Linked DNA regions of Zea mays: region 2 is linked to region 1. Evidence: chromatin contacts called from public Hi-C data. All regions are on one chromosome and are shown on one strand. Each heading gives the region's core, a stretch centred on a gene start, on an enhancer-like site or on the middle of the called end of the contact. The rest is flanking DNA. Distances are from core to core; before and after follow the strand shown. Region 1 holds the start of LOC100279270. Region 2 holds the start of LOC100279979.

Evidence for each region. A called contact is a pair of places that touch in the nucleus more often than the background predicts.
Region 2: a Hi-C map of leaf mesophyll shows a contact between it and region 1, with 4 times the contacts expected there. The contact joins the promoter of LOC100279979 here to the promoter of LOC100279270 in region 1. A contact is called at or near these places in 4 of 25 Hi-C or Micro-C datasets (bundle sheath, ear, leaf mesophyll and 1 more).

What each region holds. Positions count from the first base shown.
Region 1 is chr10:86,889,177-86,896,022 of Zm-B73-REFERENCE-NAM-5.0, forward strand. It overlaps LOC100279270, which reads right to left and starts at 3,902. Exons shown (of 20, transcript NM_001152291.1): 1 at 3,843-3,902; 2 at 3,497-3,683; 3 at 3,217-3,280; 4 at 3,005-3,094; 5 at 2,831-2,887; 6 at 2,681-2,729; 7 at 2,441-2,517; 8 at 2,311-2,350; 9 at 2,121-2,215; 10 at 1,803-1,970; 11 at 1,580-1,690; 12 at 1,401-1,488; 13 at 1,253-1,319; 14 at 1,091-1,166; 2 more. The coding sequence starts at 3,657. It overlaps LOC118473564 (a long non-coding RNA gene), which reads left to right and starts at 3,528. Exons shown (of 3, transcript XR_004853191.1): 1 at 3,528-3,705; 2 at 4,860-6,716; 3 at 6,789-6,846.
Region 2 is chr10:87,346,774-87,353,619 of Zm-B73-REFERENCE-NAM-5.0, forward strand. LOC100279979 reads left to right here and starts at 2,606. Exons shown (of 4, transcript NM_001152927.2): 1 at 2,606-3,081; 2 at 3,829-4,023; 3 at 4,106-4,341; 4 at 4,432-5,541. The coding sequence starts at 2,890. The coding sequence ends at 5,026. It also overlaps the pseudogene LOC109939360.

The sequences.
Region 1 (6,846 bases), core at 2,652-5,151:
TTTGAGCATTGTATTGTGGAACCTTGCCTACTTTTTTTTAAAAAAAACAAACCCTCATTAAATCGAGTATTCACCTGTATGAAACCACCCATCAACGATGGCTTCGTTTGTGAGTTCTGGACTTTTGTAGTACCCAGCGAAGAGGGATTTTCCCCGGATGCAGATTTCACCACGCGAAGGAACGCCGAGTGGATTATAACCCATCTCGGGCACTTCTTCCAGCCGAATTTCGGTGTAGGTGGCAGGCACACCAGCGCTTCCGACCAGGGCCATGTCGTCGATGTAGCAGACAGTGCTAGGTCCCAGTGTTTCTGTTAAACCTGAGCAGCAAAGGTCACAGAATCTACCCTCATACTGGTTTCTTTTTTAATTGAATTGGCTAATTGGCATTTACGGGTCAGGGAACTGGAACTGGATATATGGATTTCTGAGAAGTTTCTGCTTCTAGCTATAAAAACATGGCGCAAGCATGTGCAAGTGCAATAAAGCTAAATACTTATTAATTAAAACACAGTAGCTTGGTAAAAGTTCTCTCAAAACTAGTATCTGTGATGAAAAATATGAAATAGTGGTTCAAACTTCAAAGCATAGAGATATGACAAGGACAGTAAAAGGGAACCCTGGAGTCAATCTAGACAGTACAGTTCAACGCAAAAGTTTAAGACAATTTAATCCACTGATACACTTCAACATTCGTTTCAAAAAACTTATACACTTCAACACGTAATTGATGTTATAAGCGATTTACTCCATTTTGTTACAGTTTAGTTACAGAATTAATTTGAAAATGTAGAAACTGTCTGTATGCATTACCATAGCCTTGGATGAAGTATGCACAGGTGGTCACTCTCATGAACTCCTCGATCTCATTACTCAACGGAGCCCCTCCTGAAATCAGTAAGCGAAGACGACCTCCAAGCCTTGCCTTGACCTAAATCATAACAAGAAGTGCCCGGCATAGAAATTATAAGTGCTGCTTCCACTGATATTTTTTTTTCTTTCTTTCTTTCTGCAGAAGTAGTAATCTGGCTGTATACGTTTATTTTGTTCTCAGAAGGTAGGTAGATATCAGGTCAAAGAAGCATGTAACCTTGCGAAAAGCCAGCATGTCCGCGAAAGGTGAAGCGGTTTTGTGCGAGTAGCCTGCTTTCATGCTTGCCAGTTTGCTGAATTTCAAAAAAAAAAAAAACTACAGTAAGATATAGTCGATTTGCAGCTAGAAGGAGCTCAGAATGCATGCCAGACAACTTACCGGTTGTACAAAGCATTAAAGATGACCCTTCTTAGAGGTCTGAGTTCCGCAATGGCCTTCAAGATACCTAGAGCCATTCATATAAGGGGTTATTTTCGTTAACGAAATTTGAGCTTAGTAGTTGATAGAGATGTTCTTATTTCACTACCTTCATAAATCCTTTCGTACACTCGGGGCACCCCAACCAGTAGAGTCGGCTTCAGCTCCACAATGTCGTCCCTCAAGGCATTCAGATCCTGACAAGAAAGCAAACATTTGGTTCCTGCTTAATGATTAAGGAATGATTACTTGCATGATTAGAGATGCTAATGCAGTGGGTTCTCTCACTCCGTGGTAGTAGCCAATTGAGGCCCCTTTGTGAAAGAAATACTCTTCGATCATGCGGTCAAGGATGTGAGCAAGCGGGAGAAACGACAGGAAGACATCATCTGTTGTCATCTGATCACATGAAGGTATCAAGTTAGTATTCAGCCATGCATCATATCATATAGAACAGAAAACTGTTATCAGATCATGCTCAGGTTTCAGTTCAGTGTAGGATGTGGCTGACCTTATCATCAAACTGGTCCATGAAGAGGTCCACCCCTTTCACATACATGGCGTGGCTTTCATGGGTCAGCATCACACCTTTGGGCTGTCCGCTTGTCCCACTCGTGTACATGACAGTGCAGATGTCACTTGCTTGCGGAGGGCAAGGTTGACGAGGATTATCCTTCCCCTGAAACCCAGTTCCAAAGCATCACTTGGTTACAAATATAACCATCGTAAACATTACATCGCTACAAAACTGACTCTGAAACCTGAATAGGTTTGTCTAGATGTTTGTCAGTAGGTTGAACTGTAAACGACCAACAACCAATGCGCCTACCACTTTCAAGAAATCGTCCCAGGCATACATTTTGATCCCAATTTGATCCGCTTCTTTGTTCTGTTCAGTTGTCGCCGAAGTGAACGCCACCAATGCTGTAACCATGTCCATGTGCTGGATAATGATGTCTGGAAATATAATCTTTCTAAACTACAGATGGACCCTTTTTTTTTTGACGCTGCTAGCTTACCTTTCAGTCTCTTGGCAGACTTGCAGTTTGGGGACAGTATCTGCAGATGAGAAGATCTCATGTAGTGTCAGAATTTTACATGAAAGATCCTAGAGGTAGCAACATGGACAACACTCATTTTGAACCAGACCTCTTTTATTTTCTTGTCCTGTATGAAGACAACATCGATCTCGGCATGATCGATGATGTAGTCGACAGCTCCCGCACCTGTATGCCATGGAAAGGTATTGGCTCTGAATTTCTAATGCCTTACATTTGATTCCTTATTAAAAATAAAAGCGTATGTGTTCCAATATCTTTTTATTGTTTGATCTGAATCATTCTATGACGTGGGTGGTGGGCCTACGATTCAATGGTCTCCCACACTTACCTAAAGTATCGTACAGTGGGACACAGACTAGACTATAGCCATTGCAAGCCTGCAGAAATCATTTGTGGATTAACACAGTTTATCCAGAAAAAGATCTGACGGGGAGAGTTAAAAGCTTAAAATTCATACAAGTCACGGCTGGCAGTTTACCTGCATTGCCACTATCCACTGAGGACAGTTCGCTCCGTAGATCCCCACCCGGGAACCCTGGTACAGTACAGTACGAGAGCCAAACAAAGAAGCATCAGTTCGGTCTGATCCATCGCTGAAATGTTCTAGGACCTCTACGAAATACGAAGACGCGAGACCAGTTTATGCTCTTACTGGCTGCACTCCCAGCTTCTGCAACGCAGAGCCTGCTTGCAGCACCTCGTCGTAGATCTCCTTGTATGATTTCCACAAGTAGGGCCCTGGCTAGAAGGCGGAAACGTAGCGGTTTTTACCAGCCATACAGATGGAAATTGTAAAGCTAAGGAAGACCTGAACTGATGTAGAACACTACTCATGGTGCTGTCGTTTAACCCAAGTTTGCATACCACTCCATCTTTGAACGGACGCCATCCGAGCATCCGGTTGTCGGCATACTTGACTGCTGCTACCCTGCACAAGTGCATATAATATAAAATTATAAACACACCAACCATCACCAAGATTTTTCTGAGCACTGTATAGATAATCTACGTGTGTCTGATATTTTACAGATTCTGTAACTGAAAAATCCAAAGAGCAATAAAGAAAAACAGAGAGAGTAGCTAGACGTGCGAGCGAGTTCTTGGCTGTTGTTTCAGCCAGCCGCCGTGCGTGTCTTACTGTTACCTGAACACGTCCCATGATGTCTTCATGTCAGGCTCAAGCTGCGGGAACCCATCCTTGGCCAGAACGCTCCGGAACACCGGTCCGACCGCCAGCCGGCCGTCCTTCCCGGGCTTCCCGTCCTCCACTTTGATCGTGAAGGTGTTCTTCGGATTCGCCTCCATCTCTGATCAGCGTGGCTCCGGAGGCCCTGAACGTCCAGAACTGGAAAGGTTAGCTCGTCTTTGGTTCACTTCAGTTGCTCCATTGGTTGTAGCATATAAAGCCCCAAGCAAGAGGATCAATTTGAGCTACAGCTATTCGTACAGAGAGAGGGAGAGAGAGAGATAGAGAGAGAGAGAGAGATTACAGAGAAGGGAAGATGGAGGAGGCAGAGCTCTTGAGTCGAGTTGAGAATGAGCTCGCTCCGACGCCCTGGCGATGGGAGGGAGAAGAGAGGCCTCTTCCTTCCCTATATATGCGGTATGCCGAGGGCAAGGGTGCCATGGCGAAGAGAGGTTGTGTGCGGATGGAGGAGAAGTGTTGGCGGGGGCCCGGGCCCCACGCTAACCAACCGAGCGCCGCTGCTGAACTGGAACTTCTTAAGCCCATGTTTAGCGAGAGAGAGAGAGAGACTTCCAAGGATTAAGCTTAATTTGTGTGTGCGCTGAGCGCGTGAAGAATCGGCCTTTCTCACGGAGAGAGAGGTGCTACATGACGCGTCACCTCACCACGCGGGCAGAGGGAGGAAGAGGAGGAGGGTGAGGGTAGTTGGCCCGAGAATAACTGCTGCCCTGCGTCTCCCTTTCCCTTGCTACAGGATATCGGATATCGTTCGCTGCACCTTGCTGCGGCTTTTCAACTACGGCTGTCACTTATACAATATTTTATCTTTATAAATTACAGCTTCAGTAGCTACTGCTGTATTCCAGCCGAACGTGTTTCTGTTCTGCTAGCTCTCAAGGTTTACCGCCGTTGTTTGTAGATTGTTTGGGCCGTGGAATTTGGATCATACAGTGCCTGCTGGCCATGTATAGCTCTTAAGGTTTACAATATTTTAACTATTACCAAGTACCAAGAGCAACATGATTCGCTTTCTAGAATAATGCCTAATAACTAGTAATAGTAAATATATGTATATATATATAAAAAGAAGAAGCATGTATAGCCTGCCCCGGTTTCAGGGGAAACCGAAGGCGGCGAGATCAGAGCGCAGAAGCGTACAAAAATCCATTTTTTTAACAAAAAAAAAAGAGTAGCACGGACAGCATGACACGAGAGCTTTCTGAACGAGATCGAAAGTGACCCCATCCATCTTTTCTACAACAAAGGTTTTTCCAGACATGGCCGACAGAATTCTGAAACCCCAGGTTTTAATTACCGGCAGGCAAGCAGGAGGGGGGGTTCTTGCACGAAGACGATGGGTCGATGGCTGTCCAAGTCCAACAGGCTGAAGATCTGGCTGCTTCTGCTGATTGGTGCGCTCTCACAATCGACGTGCCTTTTCTGGTTGGAAGGTATGGTTACTGCATTGCATGGGCTTTTGTTGTTGGGTATTTCTGCTTTCTGTCTAGTTTGCTTGCTGCTACCTTTCTTTTTCTTATTAACGCGTGGTAGTACCGTTTGATAATCTTCATTTTTTATTGCTCTCGATCTGTATGGTTCATTTTTTTTATTTCGCGCCTTCCTATTTCATGGTCAAAGGATTTGTCACCACGACGGCCTATTAAATACTAGTGTCCTAATAAAACTTGTTTTTTTTATGTCACTATTAAGTCTGGATCAACCAATTGCCAACTTGACATGTCTACTCATTGACTGAATCGTGTTTTTTTTCTTCTTCTTCTTCTTTCAGTTAAGATTCTGAATTCAAACTTGGAAACTGATATGGGTAATGGCTCCACCGGTCCACCCACGCCCAACAAGGGCATCTAAAAAAACAAAGCATGAAATCAGTTAAGCTGTGTTTAAGCAATTAAAACTTGTCTTGTTTTCGAAAAATAAACAAAAAGAGAAGCCCCCTGCTGCGGTATACACATATATCAGACTCTTCTGTGTGTCTTTACAAGATAAAAAAAAAGAAAGAAACGGATATGTTCATTTTAACGCGGCTGCGATTAGCTGCTTCTATTTCTGTACGAAAAAAAGATCTCTAGTAACAGCAAGAGCAAGTCAGCAACGCCCATCCATAATCATGCCCCCTCGTATCATGAGGAAACATTCATACTAGATTGCAGGCTTGCAGCAGCAACATGGCAATAATCCCTGGCCAGTTCTTGGTGAAACAGTGCCATTGATGCTCTTGCTTGGTACAAACTTTATGGTGCTAGGCTGCTAGCTTGGGGTGTATGCATATTGGACAAAGATGGGCACTTGCACGTACCGATGGGCGAGCATTTATTTGGCTGTTCGTGCATATTCGCGTTAAAAGTAATAATTGACGTTTTTTTACAAGGATTTGTTTATTTATTTATTACAAATTGATGCATGGTATGTTACGTCACTTCACTGTGCACGTACTAGGATGGATTTGTGTGCTCACACTACCGGAATCCGGGTCTTTGCCGAGTGCCGGAGTCTTTGCCGAGTGTTTTTTATCGGGCACTCGGCAAAGACTGCTTTGCCGAGTGTCGCCCTCGGTAAAGTCTTACGCTCGGTAACGAGACAGTTTATCGAGTGCAGGACACTCGGCATAGCGAAGCACTCGGCAAAGAGCCCTTTGCCGAGAGGCAAACACTCGGCAAAGACGGCTCTCGGCAAAGGGCCGTTAGCGTCCGTCTATAGTTGACGGCCGTTAGTCTTTGCCGAGGGCCGAAAGCAGACACTCGACAAAAGCAGATTCTTTGCCGAGTGTCAAATAACTGGCACTCGACAAAGGAGGTCTTTACCGAGTGTCTTCTGTGGACACTCGGTAAAGCATATTTTTATTTTTTTATTTTGGTCACCAAACTTTTTGTGGTATGTTTCTACACTATGTAGACATACACGTACCATTTTGGGACAATTATAACTGTGTTTTCAATATCTAGTAGATTTAGTTCGTTTATTTGGATTTCTTCGGAAAATTCAGATTTGAACTGCAGGTCACTTGAAACTTGGAATTCAGATTTGAACTGCAGGTCACTCGAAACTTGGAATTCAGATTTGAACTGCAGGTCACTCGAAACTTAGAATTCAGATTTGAACTGCAGGTCACTCAAAATTCAGATTCCCTCCAGTTGACCCTGCTCTCTTCCATACTCCTGTGAGTATCAAAATTGTAGTTAGATGTTGGTAATACATCTGGTATAACACATGCTATCTCTTCTCTGTGCAGGACCAATCTGGGGCGGCATCCAACAACCCTCCGGAAGGGTTCAGCTCAACGCAGTACC
Region 2 (6,846 bases), core at 1,356-3,855, 460 kb after region 1:
GTGAAAGTGCTCACACATTAATAAAAAAGGCATACACTATGTTGTGTCAATGTAGAGTAGGAGAAAGGGTCAGGTCACATTTGGGCGCCAGACAACAGAAGCAGAGGGTGTCTCAGAACTTCCAAGAAGTCAACCAAGCCGCCCTTGCTACCCGATGAGGTTGGGTTTGCACCCAAAATCAGCGAGGCCATCTATCCAACTCGGTCATGCTTGGTTTTCCTCAGTGACCACTACTTTCATATTTTACAAGTTGATATATTTCTTGAAAATTTTTATAGTGTCTTTTCATCTTCCCTCAAGGTACCAAAGCATTCCTTTAATTGTACCAGAGTAAGGTCTGATGGTCAAGCGTACCCATTTTTTAGGATCGATGTCTACCACATGTGAGGTGTCGTTTGAGCTACTCGGCAAGGATGGCTCAGAGCTTGTGTTAACAAGACATAAATAGTACGTGAAATTATGGACCATCTAGTCCCACTTCCTTTTTTAAGATTATACGATACAACATAGAGGATCATAACGCACGCACATAGATCCTAGTCATACGAACACTTTCGAAGACTCCTCGAGACAAAATTGATGAAGTCATTGCATGCGCCACACCGTTGATGCGAACATCGCCTACCAAGGAAAGTACAAAAAGTCGTTGAATCCTAAAATATTTACTCCCATGAAAAGTCAAACACAAGTCCTCTGTGGAGGCTCTTATAATCACTATGCTACACACTTTTATTCCCATTTCAACTAAAACATGATATGGGATTATTCTACCTCAATTATCTTAATTGAGACAAGATCATTCCATCCTACTGTATTCGTGAACCAAACATACCCTATACACACTTAAGTTACACTTGGAGTACACAATGTCTAGAGCCATGTCTACGGTCTAGAATTGTTTTTTTCGTACAGTATAACTTTATTATCGGTAGGGCACAAGTATTTAGGGCACGAGTTGGAGAGGAACCCTACCCTAAAAACTGAGGTCTACATAGGTCCATTACTCTATTCCAACTAATTCTCCATGCCATCCAGCAGCATGACTGCATTGAGACCTAAAGATGATAAGAAGAGAGAGAGTCAATCGTAGTAGTAACTCTTGCGGAAGACGTTCTTGTCTCCCGCTTTGACTCTGTTTACATTTGTTAAAAAAACAAAAAAAGAGTGTCATACGTACGTGTGTGCTCCGTACTGAATGTGTCTGTCTGGTCAACAAATTTGAAAAGCCGGCCATTACCATGCGTTTGGCGTTCGTACAAATTGCGATATTTAAGATATATACTGCATATTGTTTGTTTGGTAAAGAGATATTTCTTTGCCTTTATTTTTTTTATCAAATTAATTACTTACTGAAATACCACCGAGGCGGCGATTGTTATTATTTCGTCTAAGAGATCTTTACCGTCAAATGTATGGGGTGCAATTTTTGTTTATTATATTGGGCCTCAATAATCACCCCAAAACTCTTCTTAAAAAAATGAACTAGTAGTAATTCGGAGCTCACGCAAAGAGAAGAAAACTGTAAAGGATAGTTTGGAAACCCCAATTCTCCAAGGGATTTCTATTTTCATAACGTCCTGTTTGGATCATTAGAATTGAATTTCATTCTAATAATAATAATTTAGGCATATATCAATTAAGCTAATTCAGTTTTATATAAAATATATTTGTATACTATTATTAGCAAGATGTCGGAGATATTTATGCGCTATATTTTTACTATAGAGGAATGAGACGAATAGTGTCACGTAAGTTAGAGTAGAAACAAATTCTATTACTGTATAAAATCATTTCCCATCCCTCACCCCATAAATTTGAGATAGACTAATATCTGAACTTTGGAAAGTGGTGGAATGTCAAATTCCAAACTAAATAAGTTACTTTATTGAGTGAATTTCAATTCCTCTAAAATGAAGGGATTCAAACGCATCGTAAGAGAAATTAGTTCATTTTCCGATGGGAAAATAGAAAACTCTTAGAAAATTGAGGTTCCTAAACTAACTCTAAAGGTAAAAAACAATCAAGCGAAATAGAATCAGAATAACTGTACAAGATAAGGCTAAAAAATTGATTAGGAATCAAGAGAAATGCAGCTCGATTGGGATTAATTGTTTATGCTGTTACATGGACGGGATGGCGGAGATTCACTCGTTGCCGTGCAAGAAACACTTGGCTTCTAGGCTCAGCTACTCCTCACCCGGTCACTCTTTTTCCCGCCAAAGAATAAGGGCAGCTAGTTCCTTGTTAAGGACGGAAACATGTACAGTGACACGCTGTTACCACGAGTTAAATGAAAGCAACCACACAAAGATTAGACTTAGACATGTTTATTAATTTTCCATAAAACACAACAAATAACCATGACTAAACTCCAGTGCTCCTAAGTAATATCCATCACTATGAACAAACGACGGCAGCCAATCACTCGGGCACGCGACGGCCACGTATCCGTGCGGCAGCCGCGTGCGCGCGCCCGGAAACGCACCGCCAGCACCCGGTCACCAGACCACCCCACCGGTGGCCGCCGGTCGCCTCCGCCTGCGGGAACGCAGACGCAGACGCACACGCACACGCTACGGATAAATGACAACTACCCCCCTCCCTTCTCCGCATTTCTCCTCTCCTCTCCTCTCCCCTCGCTCGTTCGTCGCGTCCTCCTCAGATCAACAAACCGTGTCCTGCTGCTGCCTCTGGAAACCACCGGGGGATCGCCCCGCCCTTTCCTTCCCGCACCTCAGATCCTCCGTCCGAAAACGGCAGCTTCCGGAGGTGTCCCGTCTCCCTGCTCCTTCCGGCGCGACGGGTGGCACGGCTCGCGGATCCGGCGGTCTTCGGTCGACGGCGAGGCGGCGCTCGTCTTGGATCGGGAGTGGTTGCTGAGGCGCGGAGATGGTGGCCGAGGCGGAAGTCATGCATCAGTCCCCCGTTCCGGTGCTGGAGGTGCAGTACCACCGGCGCGCGACGACCAAGGGGGTTGACGACGTCGTCGGGATGTCCGCGCCCGCCCCCGCGGAGGTTGGGGTTGGGGTTGGGGTTGAGGTCGAGGTCGAGGTCGAGGTCGCCGTGGAGGTGCCTCGCATGGTGAGTTCCTCAAAAGCCCAGGCCTTTCTGTTCTTGTGTCGTTGGAAATTCCCTCTTTGACTGGGAACATTTTTAGCCTTTTCCTTGCAAGATTGCAAACCAAATTCCATGTTAGGTTTTGTTACTCCCTTTTACTACTACTGTTTTTCAAGTGTGCGGGACAAGCTCAGGGAGTCCCTTCCTCTTTCCATCCCCCTTTTCGATTTGGGGAAAAAGAGATTCGCTTGTGGATGCAAAAGGCTGATACACTTGCTTGAGAAAAAGCACGCAGCTCCTTTCTTGGGGGAGCGAGCTCTAGTGTGGTGGTTGCACAGCTGGAGGCCTCTCTCGTCAGGGCTCAGAAAGTGGGTGCTGAATTATTGGGCTCGTATCTGTAGTAGTGTTTGGTGGTGGTTGAGTTGTAAGTACGCTCTGCTTCTCTCCACAAGCTCGAATCACCAGATGAACCGCATGTGTAGTAGTATGTGACATGTCCTCACTCACCTCTTTAGGCGCGTAATCTGTCAATTGCATAGACCCTAATCTGAGCAGCAAGGAAGCAACCGTTCTGGAAACTGAGATGGTTTGGCCTGGACACGGTGTGTGTGTGTGCGTGTGTGTTGTTTGTTAGTTAGTTAGTTATTAGGAGGCAGCAATGGGCTGTTCTTCTTACTAATTATGAGCCAACAATGGGCTCTTCTTCTTACTGCTTTCTACCAAGAATGTTTAGTGCACTAATTGTTGTTTCTCTGTGTGTGATGAATGCAGGGGTTGGAGCAGCCTGATGTCGCACCAAGTTTATCCACGGACATGATACAGCAGTTTGTGCCCAACATCCGTTCTGGTAGCTTCGCCGACATTGGGCCTCGGAGGTATATGGAGGACGAGCACATCCGAATAGATGATCTTTCCGCCCATCTCGGCTCGATGTTGGTCTGCCCTCTGCCTAGCGCCTTCTACGGGGTAAGAGTCATTTCCTCTGTTAATTACTTTTCTCCAGCAAGCACTGCCACAGCTGACTGTATATGGTCCCTCTGTGTTATAGGTCTTTGACGGCCATGGCGGCCCGGACGCCGCAGCCTACATGAAGAGGCATGCGATGAGGTTCTTGTTTGAGGAAAGCGAGTTCCCACAGGCGTCGCAGGTGGATGAGGTGTACCTCGAGTCCGTGGAGAGCTGTGTCCGCAGAGCCTTCCTGCAGGCGGACCTTGCCCTGGCTGATGATCTGGACATCAGCCGGTCCTCTGGAACCACGGCGCTCACTGCATTAGTGTTTGGAAGGTACAGAAAGGAAGCTTGTGAAGCAGTGATAGATAGCTGCATCCACGCGTACACATTGATCTGAACACCGATCCCGCGGCTTGCTTGCAGGCAACTGGTGGTCGCGAACACGGGGGACTGCCGCGCGGTGTTGTGCCGGAAAGGAGTGGCGATGGAGATGTCCCGCGACCACCGCGCGAACCACGTGGAGGAGCGCGAGAGGGTGGCCGCGTCGGGCGGGTACATCGAGGACGGGTACCTGAACGGGGTGCTGTCGGTGACGCGGGCGCTGGGCGACTGGGACATGAAGGCGCCCGGCGCGTCGGCGTCGGCGGCGCTGATCGCGGAGCCCGAGTTCCGGCGGGCGACGCTGGGTGAGGACGACGAGTTCCTCGTCATGGGGTGCGACGGGATCTGGGACGTGATGACGAGCCAGCACGCGGTGAGCCTGGTGCGGCGCGGCCTGCGGCAGCACGACGACCCCGCGCGCTGCGCCCGGGAGCTGGTGATGGAGGCCAAGCGGCTGGAGACGGCCGACAACCTGACGGTCGTCGTGGTGTGCTTCGCGCCGGAGATGGGGTCGCCGTTTACACCGCAGCAACAGCAGGAGGAGGAGCTGCCCGCGAGGCCCAGGAGCTGCAAGAAGGGCCTGTCGACGGAGGCGCTGTGCAGCCTGAGGAGCTGGCTGGATACGGACCACCGGTAGAGGGAGGAAGAGCTGGGGGGTGTGTAAATACTGGAGTATTATGCTGACAGCAACACTGGTTGATTATGAGCGCTGGGCCATCTGTTGAGGATTTTACGTAGGCTGGTTCAGCAGCCAGCAGTTTTGTAGGTTTCGTTCTTCCTTTTCACCCTTGTTATCTAGTCGTTTGTTGTACATACATGTATGGATGCTGCTGATGACATCTGTGTGCTGCGCTCCATTGCCACCAACTTTCTTTTTACCGAGAGCCCAGTGAGAAGAGGATAGCGGAGCAGGCACAGCCACTGCATTTGACCACAGTTTTCAGGCACAGCGACACTGGGAAAGATCAATCAATCAACTTTGTCTTGAGCCGAGCAGGTAGCAGATGGGAGTGGACTACTACTAGTAGTGCCATTGCGGCGACAAACCGGGTTAGACAATATTATTATAGGAGACAGACAGGATATGATCGGCTGCCTAATCGACAATTATTTTGATGTTTCGATTTTTATAGATACAATGTTTTTACTCTACAAATGTCTGAATAACACTCCTCTCTGTCTTTTTTTTTTGTTACGGTTTAGTTCAAACATGAATTAACGGATGACAAATATTCAAGAACAGAGATATACAACAACTATATTATTATATATCTAAATATAGAGCAAAAGCTATGTCTGTCTTACAGTATGGGGTATATGCGCATCAATAAACAGGAATGGAGATAATAGTTCAGGTCCCAAGGCTTGTGAAATTGCCGCCACCAAACATCCGTGCAAGTCATCTTTTGCTGAGAATGACAGCATCAAAGATTGCCTGTTCTCACAGCCTACGGAAACTCTTCGCAAGCAGACACGCAGGCATCAGCAGGGTCGCAGGTAGAGGAGTAAGAGCGCGTTCGGCTGCCCTTTTGGGAGCACTGTTGCAGCTGCAAAATACTGTTGCAGCTGCAATCCCTAGAGATAAAATACTGTAGAAGCCGCAGCCGCAGTCGGATTAAAGCCGCAGCGAGCCGCAGCGAACATGGCATAAATCAGATTCACTGAAATGTGCAGGAGCGCAGTTTGTTGAATAGATAACCATGACTCGTGCTAGACAGCGACTTGCATATTTAATGTGTCCGTTCAGCCAAATATCAGACCAGATCCTACGAACAGCGGCAGGCGATTCACGCAGCTTTCAGAACACCGATTCACACGGCTTCTCGTTTTGGGCTACGTCGGCGTGGTTGCCAGCACAGTTCGTCCAAAAGGGAGAAACAGGTCCACCATGGACTAAAAATCCTAAGCACTAAAAATCTTCAGTGGAAAGTAAAATTGGTTACTCACCTTTTGCACGAGCTTTGGATTTGGAAAGACCGGAGCAAGGGCAGGAAGCTGGCGAACAGAGAGCGCATTAAGCATTACCAGAACCACAGCCTGCCACTGCCGTGATCGCAGAGAAGGCAGGGCGTCTACGAACGACAGTGTGTCAATCAAGTAGCCCTGGTGTGGCGAAGCAAGGCTCACGTTATTAGATATAATCCAAAAGCAAGCACACACGCCGTGTAGTTTCATGTGTTAAGGCCAATATAACTGCCAGCCACCAGCGTCAAGCTAGCCTAGCAGTCTTATTGTTTATATATACAGGTATGATATTATCTGCTTGGTAAAGCTGACACATACCAGACTAATCTCCAATTTTGAGACCGTATCTGCAACCTCAAGTTTGATATGAGAACTGCCACGGCATTACAAACACAGGAATCTAGAGTTCTTCTAATCTCAGACGAGAGCCCATCCTTCAGAACTGTCTTCTCAGATATATTCCTTCCCATTGGCAATCCACAACTCTTCCAT